Regions from separate parts of the Mus musculus genome. Here regions 1 and 2 are each linked to region 3. A link is a contact called in public HiChIP or PLAC-seq and promoter capture Hi-C data. All regions are on one chromosome and are shown on one strand. Each heading gives the region's core, a stretch centred on a gene start, on an enhancer-like site or on the middle of the called end of the contact. The rest is flanking DNA. Distances are from core to core; before and after follow the strand shown. Region 1 overlaps Gm30582 (a long non-coding RNA gene). Region 2 overlaps Rmnd5a (required for meiotic nuclear division 5 homolog A). Region 3 holds the start of Rmnd5a (required for meiotic nuclear division 5 homolog A).

What was found. Promoter capture Hi-C pulls out the DNA fragments that hold promoters and counts their contacts. HiChIP or PLAC-seq counts read pairs in DNA pulled down with a chosen protein or histone mark.
Region 1: a contact with region 3 is called in a promoter capture Hi-C map of liver. The contact joins the enhancer-like site here to the promoter of Rmnd5a in region 3. A contact is called at or near these places in 2 of 39 promoter capture datasets (liver and macrophages), 50 of 484 Hi-C or Micro-C datasets (the 3T3-L1 cell line, the 63-12 cell line, B cells and 38 more), 13 of 115 datasets of contacts at active chromatin or transcription factors (the HPC-7 cell line, bone marrow-derived macrophages, embryonic stem cells and 7 more) and 2 of 9 other capture datasets (adipose tissue and macrophages).
Region 2: a contact with region 3 is called in an H3K27ac HiChIP or PLAC-seq map of double positive thymocytes, with 7 read pairs. The contact joins the enhancer-like site here to the promoter of Rmnd5a in region 3. A contact is called at or near these places in 2 of 39 promoter capture datasets (macrophages and maxillary cranial neural crest), 5 of 484 Hi-C or Micro-C datasets (the C10 cell line, LSK cells, embryonic stem cells and 2 more), 3 of 115 datasets of contacts at active chromatin or transcription factors (double positive thymocytes and embryonic stem cells) and 2 of 9 other capture datasets (adipose tissue and pancreatic islet).

The regions. Positions count from the first base shown.
Region 1 is chr6:71,473,631-71,477,322 of GRCm38.p6, reverse strand. The region is part of intron 1 of Gm30582 (a long non-coding RNA gene); the gene reads left to right. Among named protein-coding and RNA genes, the nearest start is that of Gm30582, 3.7 kb to the left of the region's middle. Within about 2 kb of position 1,517, at least 5 of the 459 cell types and tissues checked have an H3K27ac peak or open chromatin away from gene starts, as enhancers often do. A contact at or near this core is called in hepatocytes, intestinal villus epithelium and liver, where this site is marked.
Region 2 is chr6:71,394,171-71,397,823 of GRCm38.p6, reverse strand. Rmnd5a (required for meiotic nuclear division 5 homolog A) reads left to right here. Exons shown (of 9, transcript NM_024288.2): 7 at 870-972; 8 at 3,045-3,199. Among named protein-coding and RNA genes, the nearest start is that of Cd8a, 23 kb to the right of the region's middle. Within about 2 kb of position 1,578, at least 17 of the 459 cell types and tissues checked have an H3K27ac peak or open chromatin away from gene starts, as enhancers often do. A contact at or near this core is called in double positive thymocytes, where this site is marked.
Region 3 is chr6:71,439,174-71,442,984 of GRCm38.p6, reverse strand. Rmnd5a (required for meiotic nuclear division 5 homolog A) reads left to right here and starts at 2,348. Exons shown (of 9, transcript NM_024288.2): 1 at 2,348-2,987. The coding sequence starts at 2,846.

The sequences.
Region 1 (3,692 bases), core at 268-2,767, 35 kb before region 3:
TTAAAAATCTGGGTCTCAAGCAGGGAATATTTGTATCTATGTTCAAGGTTGGTTTGAACATCAAATAGTGTGATGGTTAACTTAGCTGTCAACTTTGGATTGAGAAGAGCCTATACTAGTAAAAATTCACTTGTGAGCATGTCACTGGGCATTTCTAGAGACTGTTGGTACAGCAGCTGAGAGGGGTGTCTCCCCTGAATGTGGGCAATGCCACTCAATAGGCTAAGAGTGCTGCAGAGATAAGGGGTCAGCCAGCTAGCCCAAGCGTCTCTTTTCCTGAACCATTTAATCCGATTACCATCTACCATGGGGAAGTAAACACCACTAGGACTATTGCAAAAGCTCCCCTAGCCAAGACAGACTTCAGAGTATCATGTTCACACTGGTTCTCCATTCTCCTCTGAGGTCGTATCAAGTGCACCAAGGAACCTTCCCTGGAAATGTCTCCCACTCGACCTCCCCTTTTCATTCATCTTTCTTTTCTGTGATATTTATTTTGTGTGTGCACACGTAGCACATATGTGGAGGTTAGAAGACAGCATCCAGGAACCAGGGCTTGCCTTCCACTACCTGGGTCCTGGGGATCAAGCTGAGGTCATCAGCTTGGCAGCTGTGCCTTTAGCCCTTGAGCCATTGAATGACTGTCATTGACCTTATGGTTTGTCATACCTTAGCATTTCTTCCAACTACTTCCACAAACACCTCCCCTCTGCTCCCCTTGTGTCTAGTTCAGAGCCATCCTTCCTTTCTGCTCCTCCTCTCTCTCTCCACTTCCTGAAGCTACAGATTGCAGTTCCCTGTTCACCTATTTCTCCTCTTGACTTTTGTGTCTCAGCTCACAACACACCCAGGATTTCCTTCTTACTTCCCTAGAGCTAACCCACTAGCAGCGACCTCAACCTGTGGCATTTCCATTTCTGAAACTCCATCTTGTTTCAATCCATACCTAAAAGCCACCTGCGAAGTCTTAACCATGTAGTTATGCAACCCTGGCTATATGCACTGTGTTTGTACTATTCTTCTTCCAACTGTGTATGTATGGAGACAATTTGAATGCCATAATATAGGGACAGGGAGCCCAGCCAGGCCAGGAGTCTGGACTTACAGGCAGTTGTAAGCCACCTGGCATGGGTGCTGAGAACTGAACAGGTCCTCCCTCTGGAACAGCAGTAAGTTCTCTATAACTGCTGAGCCATCTCTCCAGCCCACAGAGCAGAAAGTTTTATGGAGACACTTTTCCAGAGATGTTCAGAGGGTATCTCTTGAGTACTTGACCACATATAGATCAATGTGTGCATGAGAAAGAATTTCCCAAGCTGGATGAAGAGCCACTAAAAGGAATAGATATATCAGTAACTGGAATTCACGCAGAAATGAGAATAAGGCTTTTCCCCCACAGACTAGGGAGGGAAAGTTTATTATTTATAAGACCTTGGCTAACATACAAAGTGTCACCTCATTGGGAGAGTAACTAGCTTTAATGTCTGCACTGGTCTGCTCTCACCTGACAGATCAGGAAGGCAAGGTCCAAAGTATCACTGTTCCAAAGTAACAGTTACACACCAGAGCAGAGCTTGCTAGTATGTTTATCAGCTTTTTATCACTGCAACAAACATTGGAAATGATCTTACAAAGAGAAAAAAATTACTTGGCTCAAGAGTTGAGAGGATTTCGCCGCCAATGGTGGTTGGCTTTGAATCTATGATGAGGTAGTTTAGCAGCAACGACATGTGGCAAGAAAAAGCTCATTGCTAGGAAGAAAAGAGGAGGCCAGAACTTAGTGTCCTCCTCTGCCCTTCTCTACCTTACCATCATTTGTTGGAGTCATAATCTCTTTTGAGGGTACACCCTCAATGACCTAAAGACACCCTCTCACTGGACCTGTCTATTAAAGGACCCACCATATCCAAATAGCTTCACCTGGGTCCAAGCCTTTAAGATACAGATCATCCAATCTTAGCATCTGAAAAATAGTCATGAAAACAAAGCTTGACAGTAGTCAGAAAGGCACATTACATGCAGAGGCACATTTATAAGGGCAACTTCAGATTTATTGTAAAAATTTTTAATTTAATGTGATAAACAAGGGCTGGGGATAAAATATCAATGTCAATGGGTAAAAGCACTTGACACATAAGCATAAGGACCTGAGTTTGAATCTCCAGAACTCATTAAAGGTCAGTACAGCAGCAAGTGTCTATAATTCCTGTCCTCTTAAGACAAGATGGGAGGCAGGCATAGGAGAATCCATAGAAGTCTGTGGGCCAGATAGGCTGCCATTCATGAACGAAAACAACAAAAGAGAGCTGTCTCTAAGGATGTGTAGAAGCAAGAACCAACACCCAAAGTTGTAGTCCACTCATGCACCATTATGTGGACATTCTGTGGCATGCATGCACCCAATTACACACATGAAAATGCACATAGACATGCACACACAGTATGGGACAATAGTACACATACATACAATTTTATAAATTACTTTCTTCACTTAGAAATGTATTCTGCTCTTTCATTCCTGTAACACCATTCATCCGTGTTTAGCTATATCATAATCTATGCAACCAAACCTCTAATCTTTCAGATGGACATTTTCAATATTTGGAATTCCAATGGGCATTGCCAACCATCTTTGATTCTCTTACATGATCCCACAAGTTATCATAACTGATCATTTTCTTAGGAGAAATTCTATAAAAAATATTTTTAACCAAAGGGCAGGAATATTTAAAATATTTTTGATATATTCTATTACCCATCAAAGAAGTTATACATCCCTCACCATCACTGCACATACTTTTTTTTTTCAAAATATACTCCATAAGTGTAGAGCAAGCATGAAGATCATATATATTCTGTGACCCTTTTTTATCCGTGTGTGGGCAAATGGAATGCAAATGAGGCTGCTTTCTACATCTAAATTGGAGTTAGGATACACAGCTCAAGGTAATCACAGTGAAGCAGATAAATTTCCATAGAACTAGGAACAGAAGGCATTCACCTCTGTATAAAAATAGAAGAAAAAAAGGCCTTCTTGAGGAGATAGGAAGCAATCAATAATATACCCATTTTTGTTAGTCTTGTAAAATTGTTTTTTAATACATTTAAAAAAGGGGGGGGGGGCTAAAGGGTCATTCCAAAGCTGGAGGATGACAGTCCCAGGAGGAGACTTGAAGGGTCAAAGTCAGTAGAAAAGAAGGCCCTGGGAGATGTGCGGAATAAAATGTAAATGACTGTTCTGTGAGGTCCAGAGAATGATCTGTGATCGCTGTTTATTTTTTCAATGAGCAAGTTTATGTTAAGTCTCTAGTAAGCAAAAAGTAAGAGAACAAATAGTGAGCACCACTAGAGAGAAGCAGCAGGCAGACAACAAAATGTGATCAGGTCAGGGGCTCACAACATCTACAGAGTCGGGAGAAGCCCGACTGAGAACATGGACAGAAGGTAACACCGTCAAATCAGAGGTTACAAGCGTCCAGCAGAAAATGAACTGTGGGGATTGAGGCAGTCTGCTGGCTGTCCTGATTGGAAGAGGTTGGGGCAGAGACTCCTTTCTGTCCCTTTCATGGATAAGCTCCCGGGATGAACTTCTGGCCTCATGTTCCCGCTGTAGGCATTTTAATATGACCGGGTGAAAATAGTAAGCTTGGTTAGGAACTGTTCACTTTCTAGCTGTCCTCCATGACTTGTTG
Region 2 (3,653 bases), core at 329-2,828, 44 kb after region 3:
TTGCGACAGACACTCAAATTTATTGTGTTTATTGTGATTTATAAATGAATCAATCAGTAAATTTAATTTCTAACAAAAAGTGATCTACTCTATGAAAACCAAACCACAGTTTATTGACATTCTTGGTTTTAAGTTATTTTTCCAAGTGAATGAAGTAAGTTTGTCACAGTAAAGGAAGCAAGTGTGTGCATCTTTCCATACAGTGATAAAGGTCACGATTTTAGACTAAAGTTAAAAGTTTTGGTTCTGAGCTTGAAAGCCTTTTCTGATGAGACTGGCGAAGACATTGTAGTTTAAAAAAAATAACTGTAAACTGGTGGGAAAACTTTGGAATGTTTTATTCATATAACCTTGCATAATCATACTTAAAGAGAAGACAGGCCCAGAAGAGTCTCCTCCCCTTTAAATGCTAAAGCACAAGTCCACCGTGTCTGAGGCACACTGGTCTTTAGGCCTTGCATTTCCCTCACCCCTCCTTGAAGTGATGCGATTTGTGCTCATGATGACGGCTCGTCCCTCTCAGCACAGAAGGCCAGCGCTACCTCTCTCCTGATAGGCAAGCCAAGTATCTTTTTAATTACTGAGGGGTTAGTGGAAATTAAATGTCCTATCAGAACGCAATCTTTTGAAAGCTTGCTCTTCTTCTTCCTTCTCCCACGCTGCCTAGGGTTATGTGACAGTGCTAGAAGTTTGTGTTTTACTTGTAAAGAGGATTACGTTTTAGTAATTATAGGAAATAGAGCTGAGGACTGGGAGCATGAGGGAGAAAAAAGTTGAGTTGTTTTCTTTTTAGAGGAATAGCTGTCCTGCACCTGCTGTAGGGTTAGCATCCCTGGGGTTGGCACTGATGCTTCCTCTTTTGCCCTCAGTTTCTCAGCAGGTTGTGTGGCGCTGCCTGCGCTAATTAACATCAAAGCTGTGATTGAGCAGAGGCAGTGTACTGGAGTTTGGAACCAGAAAGACGAATTACCTGTGAGTTCAACTTGACAATCCTTGAAGATGAATGTTTAAATTTCGCCATTTAACCAGAAAACGCTATTGTAGCTATTCAACATGTTTTGTTTGTTTGTTTGTTTTTGTTTCTGTTTTTGTTTTAATGCACATAACATGAGTGAAAAATAAGGTTGGGAGTATAGCTCAGTGGAAGACCATTTGCCTAGCAGGCTTGAAGCTTTGAGTCTAGTCTCAGCACCGCTCTAAAAAGGAAACAAGTCAGTTAACTAGTTAAAGTTAAAATAGGTATAGGGAGGTGATGGGAGAGTTAGGAAGATGTTTGTAAATTTGAGACCAGCCTACATACTATGTTCTAGGGTAATCAGGGCCTCTTAGTGAGACACTATCTTAACAACAACAACAACAAAAATGAAACAAGAAAATAAATTTGAGGGACTTTAACCTGTAATTTCCATTTGTGAGAAAATTATGTCACAGATGCCGGAGGGTTAAATTAGTCAGCCATTGACATGAGCTGCTTTTTTTTTTACCACACCTGCACACAGATTTGTCTGTAGCTAGCTTGTTCTTTCAGTTGTAAGCCTGTCAGTTGGTTGCACCAACTATAGCAGCTTGTCAAGAGGATGCTTTGTGTTAAAGGCACAGGTGTCTTCCCAGTGCTACATGTGCTCAGGATATAAGCAGCACTGTACTCTGCTGCTGCTGCTGCTGCTGCTGCTGCTGCTGCTGCTGGAGCAAATGAAGAACTCTTTTTCTTAAGCAGATAACCAGCTTCTGGCAGTTGCATGATCTTGCTGTGAGTGTTTTTGAAATATGCACACTGAAGTAGAGTAATCTGTAGGGGATCTCAGCTAACAGCATGCTCTTGACTGGAAAAGCAACAAGAGGTAGTGGTTGGTAATCTTTCCTCAGGAAAGATTTGTTGTGCTTTTGGCTTTTGCCCCCCCCCCCCTTTTCTTTTTGGGGGCTCAGGGGATACTCTTAATATGTAGGCCAGTTGGGGTTTCCTCTGATCCCCCTGGGCACTGGGTTTATAGGTGTGTTCCACCGTTTTTGCAGTACTGTAGTTTGGACTCAGATCCTTGTGCACACTGAATTCCTCCCCCTTTGTCAGTTTTTCTTAAAGATCGTTATTAATCGACTTAAGTCTGTGTGTCCCTGGCTGGCGTGGAACTCGTTTTGTCTAGATTGTATCAATCAGACTGGCCTCAAACTCAAAATCCCCTTTCTCTGCTGGGATTAAAGGTGTGTGCCACCACACCTGGCAGTAATGGACTTTGAGAATAAGAAGGAAGGAACACGAAGTATTTGTGGAGGCTCTGGTATTCAGTAGCAGGTCTGATAGATAATTTCAAACTTTTATATGGTTTGATTTATTTGTGGCAAAAACACAATGTTGATATCATGCCGTGAGCTTTTAATGTGAACAAATGACTAAAAGTCATGTTGCGATTAAGCTTAAGCTGATGTCACAAGCCTGCAATTCCAGATATGTAGGAGGCTGAGGCAAGAGGATTGTAAAATCAAGGCCTGCCTGGGCAACTTATGGAGATCCTATCTCAAAAGGCACAGAAAGGGGGCACATGCACAGGGGTGATGGTCAGGAGCTAGGATGGGGCGCTGGACTAAAGCTCGCCTAGCCACATGCAAACCCTGCATTGGACTCCAGCACCGGGGAGAAACAAAAACAGAAACTTTGCCTACCTCCCTGCTTCAGGTTTTTTCTGGACCATTTCATACAAATTACATAGGAAACTCAGATCTGAAGTCACCCAGAAGGTAACTATATTTAGACTGCCCTTGGAGGAGTTGTTGCGCTGAATTTATCACCTAACCAAGCACTTCTACAGAGCAGTCAGACTGTCTGCTTCTGCTCTTGGTATATGTTCTGGTGAAATGACAAGGTATTTAGGCAGGGGATGTAGCTTAGTGGTGGGCCAGGCTGCCTGGTACCACCACAAACAGATACTCAACTTCTGAAGCATCATGTTTGATTTTCTCAGACCTCAGATTGCAGTTTGAAAAGCAGTGTTGTAGTTTTTCAGATAGGAGATTTAACTAGTCTTTGTGCATTTCTCTTTTTTGAATAGATTGAAGTGGACCTTGGTAAAAAGTGCTGGTATCACTCCATATTTGCCTGTCCCATTCTTCGTCAGCAAACAACAGATAACAATCCACCCATGAAATTGGTTTGTGGTCATATTATATCAAGAGACGCCCTGAATAAAATGTTTAATGGTAGCAAGTAAGTGTCTGACTTCTTAAGCATTAAGTAGATCTGTCTTGCAGGAAGTAAGATGTAATAAGGATAAATGAGTGAATCCAAAATCTTTTGTATGTTTGTTCGTTTGTTTTGTTTTCCGAGACAGGGTTTCTTTGTATAGCCATGGCTGAGTACTGGAATTAGTGTGTAACACTGTGCTCAGCCATAACTATATTTAGAAATGAGTTTTCTTAACTAGTCATAGAAAGTGGATTGCATCTAATCTCTTTGGTTAGTTTAGCCAGCTCAAGGATTTGAAAATTAGACTTATAAATGTACTCGGATCCTTGTGTGGCCCTCTCTCCAAGGCTTAAGAATTGTCTTCTGTGCATATCCTTCTCCCTTCTGGGTTTCGCTTCTCTCACTTAGAGCATTATTGTGGAGCTATTTTTATATGCTATTTTTATATTTTTATATATCACAAAAGAGCCGTTTG
Region 3 (3,811 bases), core at 1,099-3,598:
TCTGAAATGTGGTTAGTACACTTAAGGAACTGAATTTTTGATTTCACATGAATTTTAAGTAGCTACCTGGGATTGGTACTTTGTGTATCTGTGCAGACTCAGGTGTTATCAATAGATAGAATTTGTCCTGTTGCTGGAAGAGAAAAATCTGAAAGCTTATGATAAGTAATCAGCATGGGGCTTGGCATGAATGAGCCGTGCTCGGCTCACACTGAGAGTAACAGTGCTGGGTAGTAGGATGGGGCTGTGACAGGTCACACTGGGCATCATGCAGCTCACTGGATTTGAAACTGCAGTTAGTGAAGAGTCATTACTTCTGATTGGTAGCTAAGAATAGCTCTTACAGCCGGGCGTGGTGGCGCACACCTTTAATCCCAGCACTTGGGAGGCAGAGGCAGTCGGATTTCTGAGTTCGAGGCCAGCCTGGTCTACAGAGTGAGTTCCAGGACAGCCAGGGCTACACAGAGAAACCCTGTCTCGAAAAAAAAAAAAAAAAAAAAAGAAAGAAAAAGAAAAAGAATAGCTCTTACATGCGCCAGGCATTATGTTGAAGGTCTTACATGGATTATCTCATTTATTTAGTTATTCAAACAACTTCTAGGAAAAAAAAGGGGAAGAAGAGAGAGAGAGAGAGAGAGAGAGAGAGAGAGAGAGAGAGAGAGAGAGAGAGTGTGGGTGTGACTGAAACTATCAAGGAGATCCTTGGTTCAAGGGGAAGAACAAGGTTTGTCTGTGCAGTGTGGCAGCTAAAGAAGGAAACAGCTTCAGAGGGGTCAAGTGAAGGTTGCTAAGTCAGGTCCACTCCATCCCCAAGCAGGAAGAACTAAAGTACAGCCAGGCAAGGACGCTCTAGACAGCAGTAAGATGATGCCAGGCACCCTCGGGCTTGTTTTACAAAGGAAGAGGGCCCTTTCTTCTTTTGGATGCCTGAGTATTTTCACAAAATGGATGGTAGCTAGAAAACCTTTTGAGGAGAATGGCAAGATTGATGGAGCTAAAAGGTTTTTTATTTTCGAGAAGTAGGAATCAGGGCCATCTGCCAAGAAAGAGGACTAAAAGCAAATGGCGTGATGAGGGACAGAAAGGAGCCCTGAAATACCATCAGCTGAACTTCCAAATATCCAGGACCACTAAAGGCCATCATATATAACCACCCGCCCACTAGCTGCCACATTATAAAAACGGAAATTGAACTTTAAAAAGGTTACCACCTGAATTAAAGGAAAAGAAAGACTGTCCACCAGGGTGCTGGCTGTGTTCTAGAAACAAACAGGCCACAACAAAAGGGGTTACCCTTCATAGTATTACTTAAGTGGTGCAACCAAAACAAGCAAAACTCCAAACAATTATTATTTTAGACTTTGACAAGTGATGTGTGAGAGAAAAAAAAAATTGTGCTGTAAGAGATACAATGAATTGATGGAGAAAATTCGGGGAGGCAGAGGTGATACAACCATGGTGGAAGTAGGAATGCTATGAGCAGGCAAGCAAGCTGGCAACTGCAGGCCCAGGAAGGCGGACTCTCCCAGGCCCAGGCTGTGAGGCAGGGACTTGACGAAAAGCTAGTAGGGTAGAAGCCTGGTGAGCAAGAGGGCACAGGCCAAGGCCAGAACCCCGTGGTAAACCAGGGCAAAAGCCCTACGCCAAGGTAAGGGCAAGGAGCAAGGGCCAGGTTGCTCAGCTCGCCCACGCGTGTTCGTGACCGCCGCCAAGATGCCCAGCACGTGGACAAGGCGACAGGGAAGGCCACTTGCAGGCCGAGGGGCGTCAAGAACGAGCCAACGCTGGGCGCGGGCCATCCCTCTAAGAGCTACCACCTTCCATCGGGTTAGTGACCCCGCCCGGGCCCTCCGCCACTAGGCGGCCAGACAGACATCCTTTGGCCCCGGAGGTGGGCCTCTCAGTCGAAACTCCGGCCAAAATTCCATGCGGAGAAAACACAAATTGCAATCAGGGCGAAATCCTGGAGAAAACAGCCCCGTTAATTGCTGTCATGTTTCCCCTCGCGGCTTCCCAGTAGAAGCGCCAAGCTCCGCTCTTCAAGCCAACCCCCCTCCAACAGCGAGCGCATTGGTTTGGCTCCTCAGTCTGGATTGGCTGAAGTTTTACGCCTCGGCCCAGGATTGGAGGATGTTTGTCTCGCTCCTAACCCCCGCGTCGATTGGTCACTCTTCTGCTTCTGGGCGGAGCATCCGGGGACGGTTTCCACCCTCTTGTTTACCGGCCGCGTAGTTGACGCTATCGCTAAAGTTCCCTGTTCAGCTGCGCGGGCCAATTGCGTCGCTCGCCCCGCCCTCGCCCCGCCCTCGCCGCGCTCCCTCACGGCCTCCCGCGTGGTACGGCCCACACCTTCAGAACGCCCGCGCGCCCTCCGCCCGTGCTCGCCCGCTGCTTCCCCCTGACCCCTCGCCGAGTCCGCGATTGGTACGGCCCGCGCCGCCTCCTCCGCTCGTGAGGGAGGCTCGACCCCCTCCCGGGCCGCGGCTATTGGTGCCGCCCGGGAGAACCAGGTCATCGGCCGGTTCCCGTGAAAACAAAAACAATCGGCGGCGCCGCCGAGGGGCGGCCGAACGCGGCGAGCCAGGGGGGCCCGGGGCGAGACGCGGCGCCGGGTAGGGCGGGCGAGCGAGCGCGAGCGGCGGGGCCGGGGCGCCATGGGGCGGGAGGGCACAGGCTGCGCGGGGCTCCCCCGGCGCCGCGGCTAGCGCGCCCGTCTTGCCTTCGCCTCCCGCGCCGCCCGCTCGCCGCCTTGGGGGAGGAGGAGCAGGACGCGGCCTCGGTGGGGCCCGGGCCGAACCACTGCGGACCCCCGGGCGCCGGGGAGCCGAGCGCCGCGGTCTCCGGCATGGATCAGTGCGTGACGGTGGAGCGCGAGCTGGAGAAGGTGCTGCACAAGTTCTCGGGCTACGGGCAGCTGTGCGAGCGGGGCCTGGAGGAGCTCATCGACTACACCGGCGGCCTCAAGCACGAGATCCTGCAGAGCCACGGTGAGGGCGGGCGCGTGGGCGCGCGGGGGTCGGGGCCCTGCGCTGCGTCTGCTGGTCCCCAGGCCGCGGCGACCCGCCCGGAAACGCGGTGGCCTGGGGCGGGGCTGGGGGTCTTGCGGGGTCCTGCGGGCCGCAGGTGTGCGAGTGATAACGAGGGTCTGCGCAGGACTTTGTCTAGTTTTCGGCCTCGCAGACTTTTCTCCCTGATGGTTCTTAGTTTAACGTTCTTAGCTGTGGGTTGGTTTCTACATCATCGGCTGCTGCAACTTCAGAGTTGGACTGATGTGGGCAGGCAGTTCTTCTAAACTCTTCCTAGGAAGCCGGCCGATTTAAACCATTCAGCGTCCCTGCTGTAGCCTCTGTACAGTCCGACCGGGCAGATGTCGAGTTGCTAGTTACTTACCTAGTCCAGTTTGTACTTGTTAATAATCCTTTCAGAAAACAGCTTTTCCGTAGAAGGTGTTTTGCCTACGTTATTTCATCAGTGGCCCTACGTCTTGTACCACAGATGCCAAGGCTAACTCTGAGAAAGAGTTTTGTGTTTTAAAAATAACACTAAAGGTCTGGTACCTTGGAGCCACAATGCTGACTCTTTCTGAATGAGAGATAAAGGACTTGTAATATTATGGATTTACTCAAGAGTCCGGGCCCTTGTCAGTTTTGTGGGCTGAACAGAAATTAAAGGGATATTTATTAGTCAGGGAGAAATGAGGATGTAGCAGGTGAGATTAAGGCAGTGTTAGCCCTGCCTCTCCTCTCCTTTCCTCTACACCTTTATTTCCCAAACACTTCAGTTGTGGGTGACTGCTCCTCCCTGGTAAAGG